2 separate regions of the Sus scrofa genome follow, and region 1 is linked to region 2. The links are chromatin contacts, called in public HiChIP or PLAC-seq maps. All regions are on one chromosome and are shown on one strand. Each heading gives the region's core, a stretch centred on a gene start, on an enhancer-like site or on the middle of the called end of the contact. The rest is flanking DNA. Distances are from core to core; before and after follow the strand shown.

The links. HiChIP or PLAC-seq counts read pairs in DNA pulled down with a chosen protein or histone mark.
Region 1: a contact with region 2 is called in an H3K27ac HiChIP or PLAC-seq map of alveolar macrophages. The contact joins the promoter of BOD1 here to the promoter of CPEB4 in region 2. A contact is called at or near these places in 2 of 5 promoter capture datasets (fetal liver and liver), 3 of 47 Hi-C or Micro-C datasets (embryonic fibroblasts, heart right ventricle and liver) and 2 of 2 datasets of contacts at active chromatin or transcription factors (alveolar macrophages and skeletal muscle).

The regions. Positions count from the first base shown.
Region 1 is chr16:50,732,980-50,735,906 of Sscrofa11.1, reverse strand. BOD1 (biorientation of chromosomes in cell division protein 1) reads right to left here and starts at 1,397. Exons shown (of 4, transcript XM_003483847.4): 1 at 943-1,397. The coding sequence starts at 1,182. It overlaps LOC102164818 (a long non-coding RNA gene), which reads left to right and starts at 1,437. Exons shown (of 11, transcript XR_002339638.1): 1 at 1,437-1,695; 2 at 2,101-2,256.
Region 2 is chr16:50,497,720-50,500,508 of Sscrofa11.1, reverse strand. It overlaps CPEB4 (cytoplasmic polyadenylation element-binding protein 4), which reads left to right and starts at 1,423. Exons shown (of 8, transcript XM_005657625.3): 1 at 1,423-2,789. It overlaps LOC110257261, which reads left to right. Exons shown (of 2, transcript XM_021076837.1): 1 at 1-1,267; 2 at 1,423-2,415. The coding sequence starts at 973. The coding sequence ends at 1,619.

The DNA.
Region 1 (2,927 bases), core at 148-2,647, 240 kb before region 2:
AATTAACAGTATACACCACTTACTATCTTTACTAGCCGGTCTATGTGTCAGTTTTCTACTTTAGAATACAAGCTTTGCTTCTTCCTGTATCCACAAACCCCGCCAATAAATGTTTAATGGGTAAACAGACTAGGTCCTTCCCTATCTTTAAGGCCCAGTTTTTAGCCCGCAATTTTTTTGTGAGGTGGGCAAAATATTTCCACACTAGGCTCAAACAGGAGAAATCACCTCCCCAGAAGAACCCATTCAGTAAGAGAGCTTCTATATCTACACCTATAACTCTTGTAAGAGAAGCTTCTGAAAAGGGAGAAAATGAACGTTTCAGCAACTATCATACATCTGACACTTAACACACATGACTTCACTGACTACACATGAACCTTGGCAAAAAGGCAAAGTGAGAAACAGCATTGTTACTCTATGCCATTAGGATCTAAAGTAGCACCAAGTCCCTTTTAATCAATAATAAAGGCCAAAACACAGGTGTTGGTCTACAACAATGTACCTTAATTAAATGCATACTGAAGTCTGCACTGACCTGGAAAGGGTACAAATAACTATTATAGGCTGACGACTGTGCGTTCAAACCATTCAGGCTTACTCACTTGGCTCTCTCATCGCTGTTCTTAACATATTGAGATTTGTTACTGAGAGGCTTAAAGGGATCCCATCTTGGGAAAGACAGGGTCTAGGATGGAAAACCGGTATTGCATCCCCAAATTCAGAGTAGCAGCTGGCCTAAGTCGCACAGAATTGTTATGGGGTTGGGAGCTGAATCCACGTGGGCATCCCTCAGAAAGCTTGCTGTACTGCCCCAAGCAGTCTCCTCGCTGCTGAGATTTTTAAGGTACCTTTTATTCTGCTTTGGAAAAGTGAAGCTGCAACCCCGATGGCCTCACGCCCAGCCCACCCGGCCCCCGTTAGCCCAGGCGCCTCAGCTACCTTGGTGTCCACGTCGGCCAGGCAGTCCCGGCGGAAACTGTCAAACAAGCCCCGGCTCTTGAGCTGCTCCACGATGAGAGCGATGAGCTGCGGGTCGCCGGGAGGCAGCGAAGCCGGGTTGATGGGGCCGCCGCTTCCGCCAGCCCCCGTCGCGCCGGTCGCCGCCCCCGCCGAGGCCTGGCCCGAGCCGCCGCCGCCCACCGCACCGGTGCCCCCGCTGCCGCCGCCACCGTCCGCCATGGCTGTGCCCCTGGCCCAGGAAGGAGACCGAACACGGCCTCCTCTCAGGGACAGAGGGCCTGGGTCGGGTACAGGTGGCAGAGGGGCCAGAGAAGGCGGCGGTGGCGGCGGCGAGGGTGGGAGCGGCGGCGGGAGGGGTGGCGCCGGCACGTTGGGAGGCAGCGGCGGCGGAGGGAAAGGCGGCAGAAATCGCCCTCCCCATTCCGGGCGCTCTTCGGATGACGTCGCCGCTGACCTTTGCATTGTGGGGCGGGAGGTTTACCTGCAGTCAGCGCCGGCTTTCTTATACGCAGAAGGCTGGCCAAAGAAAACTACAACTCCCGGCAGCCTCCAGAATGCCATCTCCAGTTTGCGAGGCAGTACGGGACTTGAAGGCTTGGGCCCTCGCGATTGCTGTAGCCTGGGCTGACTCTTCTCGCCCGGTTACTGCCACCTGGTTCTAAATCAGCACGTCCCCAAAGTGCCTGAGTATAAGAAGTGTCTGCCAGGCTGATTGAAAGTGTAGAATAACAGGTTTGTCCCTTAGAGATTCTCATTCAGTGTTTCTGGGTCGGGGCCTAGGAATCTGTGTTTTTAACATGTATTCCCGCACCCTTGAACAATATGGCCCGGGAAATGTGGGAAGCAGTGGACTAGTCAGATTTCTTTTATTTAAAAATGTATGGGGTTTCCTCCCCCGTCCGTTCTGATTTTAATAGAAATTCATACTTATTTTAGAAAATTGAAAAATAACCGGAAAATGTGCGGTGGAAATGTCTCCCTGATTCTCTATTTTATGTGTATTTCCTTCCAGATATTAAATATTGTCAGTAATAATAATAACAAACTGATATTGAGTAATTGGAATATTCCAGGCATGATGCTAAGTACTTTACACACACAATCTAAAAAGCATATATTATTTTTGCTATTTTACAGGTGAAGAAACTGAGGCACAGAGTTAGTTTATTGCCCTAATCACAAAGCTACAGGTGGAAGAGGAGGGTTTGAACTCAGATTTCCTGAATCCAAATCTTGGTGATGTTTAACCTAAGGTGTACTACATCCTGAGAGCTAGCTGTCCTCATACTCTAGGTAAGGCTTCTTCCTAATTTATCTTTTTTTTTTTTTTTTTTTTTTTTTGGAGCCACAATTCACCATTGGAGCTGTCACTGCATCCTCTTTTCCTTTCAGCCTTTTGTCCCCTGTTGAAAATTCCTGCCTGGATCCTGGCAATTCTGTTTGCTATTATTTCCTCGTCTTATATAAGCAGTGGATGAGGATGTAAATAATAAATTCTTCAATATCCTTGGCTCCTGGGAAGAGGCATAATAGACACAGATCTGAGATGCTTTCCATTTCACGATTTATTATTTAAGAAAGTTTAACCCTCAAAATGAATATCCAGGTGTTCATCCTTTAACTCGAGCTCAATCTTCCTCAAAGGTTAAGTTAATGACCAACATTCTCTCTTAATACTTCACCATCCTGGAGATGACCTAATGACTCTTCCTCCTAATTGACCCCACACTTATCACTCATCTTTAGCCCCAGGAGAGGCTGGATTCAGGCTGCAAGGACCCGGTGTTTATTCTTCTCCAAGCTCCCTGATCACTTCTACCAGTCTCTTCTCCATTTTGGCACAGCACATCTTCCTCTCTTTCTTCAGGGAAAACTTTTCTAACCCTCTGACCTAATTTGGTTTTGTCTCACTGATGTAGACTCTCAGAGCTTCTTTCTTATACCAATGATTATAATCGAAAATG
Region 2 (2,789 bases), core at 174-2,673:
CTAAAGGAAAACACTCATTCAGCATATTTAGAACCTGCACTGAGAGCAATGCATTATTACCCTAGGTCCTGAGGGTGGTCATAGCCATGGGAATGCACAAATATGAACAAGACATGGAATCCTTGTGCAGCAAATAACCTAAATGATGAAAGTTTGAGAGATGTGAGGTCCAAAACAAATGGCCTAAACAATGAAATAATTCAGACTTGGAAAGGGGACTGCAATTCAGGAAAGATTTCATTGTGGTTAGTTTTTCCGCTAGTTTCTTCAGCATTCATTCATTCATGACTCCTGTCTACAAGGTGCCCTCCTCAAAGAGGCCACAGTTGACCACAGGCCCAAGAGACATAAGCAACCATTAAAATAGGGGATAAACAAGCATGAGACATACACAGGGCCATGGATGTTGATAAGAGGGAATTTAGAAGACAGAGTTGGTAGCTTTTGAGCCGATTCCTAAAACTAAATAGGAGCTTACCAGGTGGAGAAGAAAGGAAATGGAAGGTTTAAAAGGCACTGAGAAGAGTTAGAGCAGCTTGGTGTGGGGCGTTTGGAGATGAGGTGTTAAGATATACTGCTCACAGAGTGGAAAATCTTTGACTACTAGGCTAAAAAGTTTGGTTTTTTCCAAGGAGGTAGTGGGCAGCTGAAGAGAGATCTGAGCAGGTGAGGTCCATAATAAAGATTTTCGTTTTGTACATCTCCCTCTGGTAAACCGGTAGGGTGAACTAGAGCCAGATGGGGATGAGGGCTCAGCCAAGGACGCCGACAGCGGCTGTATCTTTGTGCCTGAGACTGCACCAGACGGGAGCCTAAACCAAGCAAGAGGAGTGGGGATAGGGGAATGGAAGGTGAAGGAAGAGTCTATATTCAGGACAAGGACGTACGCAGTTCTAGGAACCTCACAGCCGCTGGGAAGAATCGCCTCCCCTTCCAGATCCCTCTGGGGCGGAGCTCCGACCAAGGTACGTGATGCCTGGGGAACCACATTTATTCTGGGCAGTCCTCACGTTCGTCCGCAGTTTTATGGGTCGCCACTCGGATCTCCCACGTCTGAACTCTTTCTCGTGGTGCTGGAGGAATCCGTTCTCTTCCGCGCGTCCTTATATGCCTTTCCAGCAGAGCATGGCTAGACGAGATAAACCGCGCAGGAGTCCTCTGCCCATACTAAAGATGGCGACCTGCTGCGCTCACTCTGGGTGGGGGACCCGGTTCCAGGAGCCCAGCCTCACTAGGCGAGGCGCAGACGGAAGGGGCGTCTCTCTAGGTAACTTTTCGACCTTCCTGGGAGGGGACGTGAGTCGGGGGGCGTGGCCTTATCTGAATTCCAACAGCTGATTGGCCTTTCGTCAGGTGGGCGGGGGCGTATGCCCTAACCCACCCCTCCCTTTTCGAACCGGAAGTGTCTCTCGGTCTTTCCAGCTGGTTGTCATTTCGCTCGGCTCGGTCCTGAGGAGAAGGACTCAGCCGCGGCTGCGGGACCCGGGCACCGGGAGGCGGTGGCGGCGGCGGCGGCAGTAGCGGCGGCAGCAGAGGAGGAAGAGGAGGAAGAAGGAGAGAGGAAGAGGAGCCAGGCGGAGTCCACAACAACGACAGCGGGGACTTCGGGACCGGGGTAAAGCGACCGCGGCGGCGACGACGACGGCCCACACAACCGTGAGGAGAAACAAAAGCCTTCTAAATTATAGTTTTTGAAAAAATCTGGGGGGGGGAAAGAGAGAGCAAAGGGGGGGGAGGTCCTTCTCTTTTGGAATAACTGCGCTGGTGGGTTTTTCCTTTTTTTCCCTGTCCCCCCCCACCCCCCTCGCTGCGGAGAATCGAACTGAGAGAACTGAACAAACCGCCCCTGGGTCCCATGAGGGAAAAAAAACCCGGAGCCGCAGAGAGGGGAAGAGGCCGAAACCGCAGGACCTTCCAGGTCGCCCCCTTGGTCGCCGCACCCCCGGGCCGCCAGCTCGTCCTCGTCGAGTCTCGCTAATCCCTCCTGATCGCGACACCCTCGAGTGGGAGAAACGGGTGTTTCCAGCCCATTTCATGGGGGAGAGGAGGCCAGGGGGAGCCCAGGAACAGCGCCCGCAGCAAGACCTGCACCCAGAGCTTCAGGAACAGCCCCAGAGGCCAAAACTGCACCCCGTGAAAGAGCAGAAACAGGACCAGGAACAGCAGAAACCTCCCTGCAATCATTTTTCCATTAGTCAATGCTGATTTCGCCTCCCACCCTAGATAACCTAATATAATCTATATATATAAAATATAATATATAATGTTCTTAAATTATTCCTGATTTTTTTAACTAAGCTGCCAAGAAAAAGAACGTATTCTCCCTTTAGCCCTATTCTAATTTTTAATGTGAGTGAATCTAAACTGCTGAAGAAGCCCATATGTGATTGTTAAATTATATATATATATATTTTTACTCTGCGCAATGCTTATTCTTCTACATTCATAGATGCTTGAGAAGCTGTGTTTTTGTCATTCATGTACGTTTTCCTTTGGAAAAAGAAAGCGCCTATTTTACTAACCAAAGACTTGATTTTTTACCCTCTTCATTTTTATTCCCTCCTAGAAATAAGCCCAGCTGGATTCATGTCAATGTTTTAAGATTTTTCTTTAGGGTTTGTTGTTTGTTTCAGAAACCAGAATTCCAAATCTGAACTATTTAGGGTGATAAGCTGCGATCTTTGAGCTAGCTAAAAATAAGGCATTTCAAACAAGCAACTTAAATTTGGCATAGAGGATACACATACAAAGACGTGAGACATCAGATTGTCTTTTTTATTATAAGATTC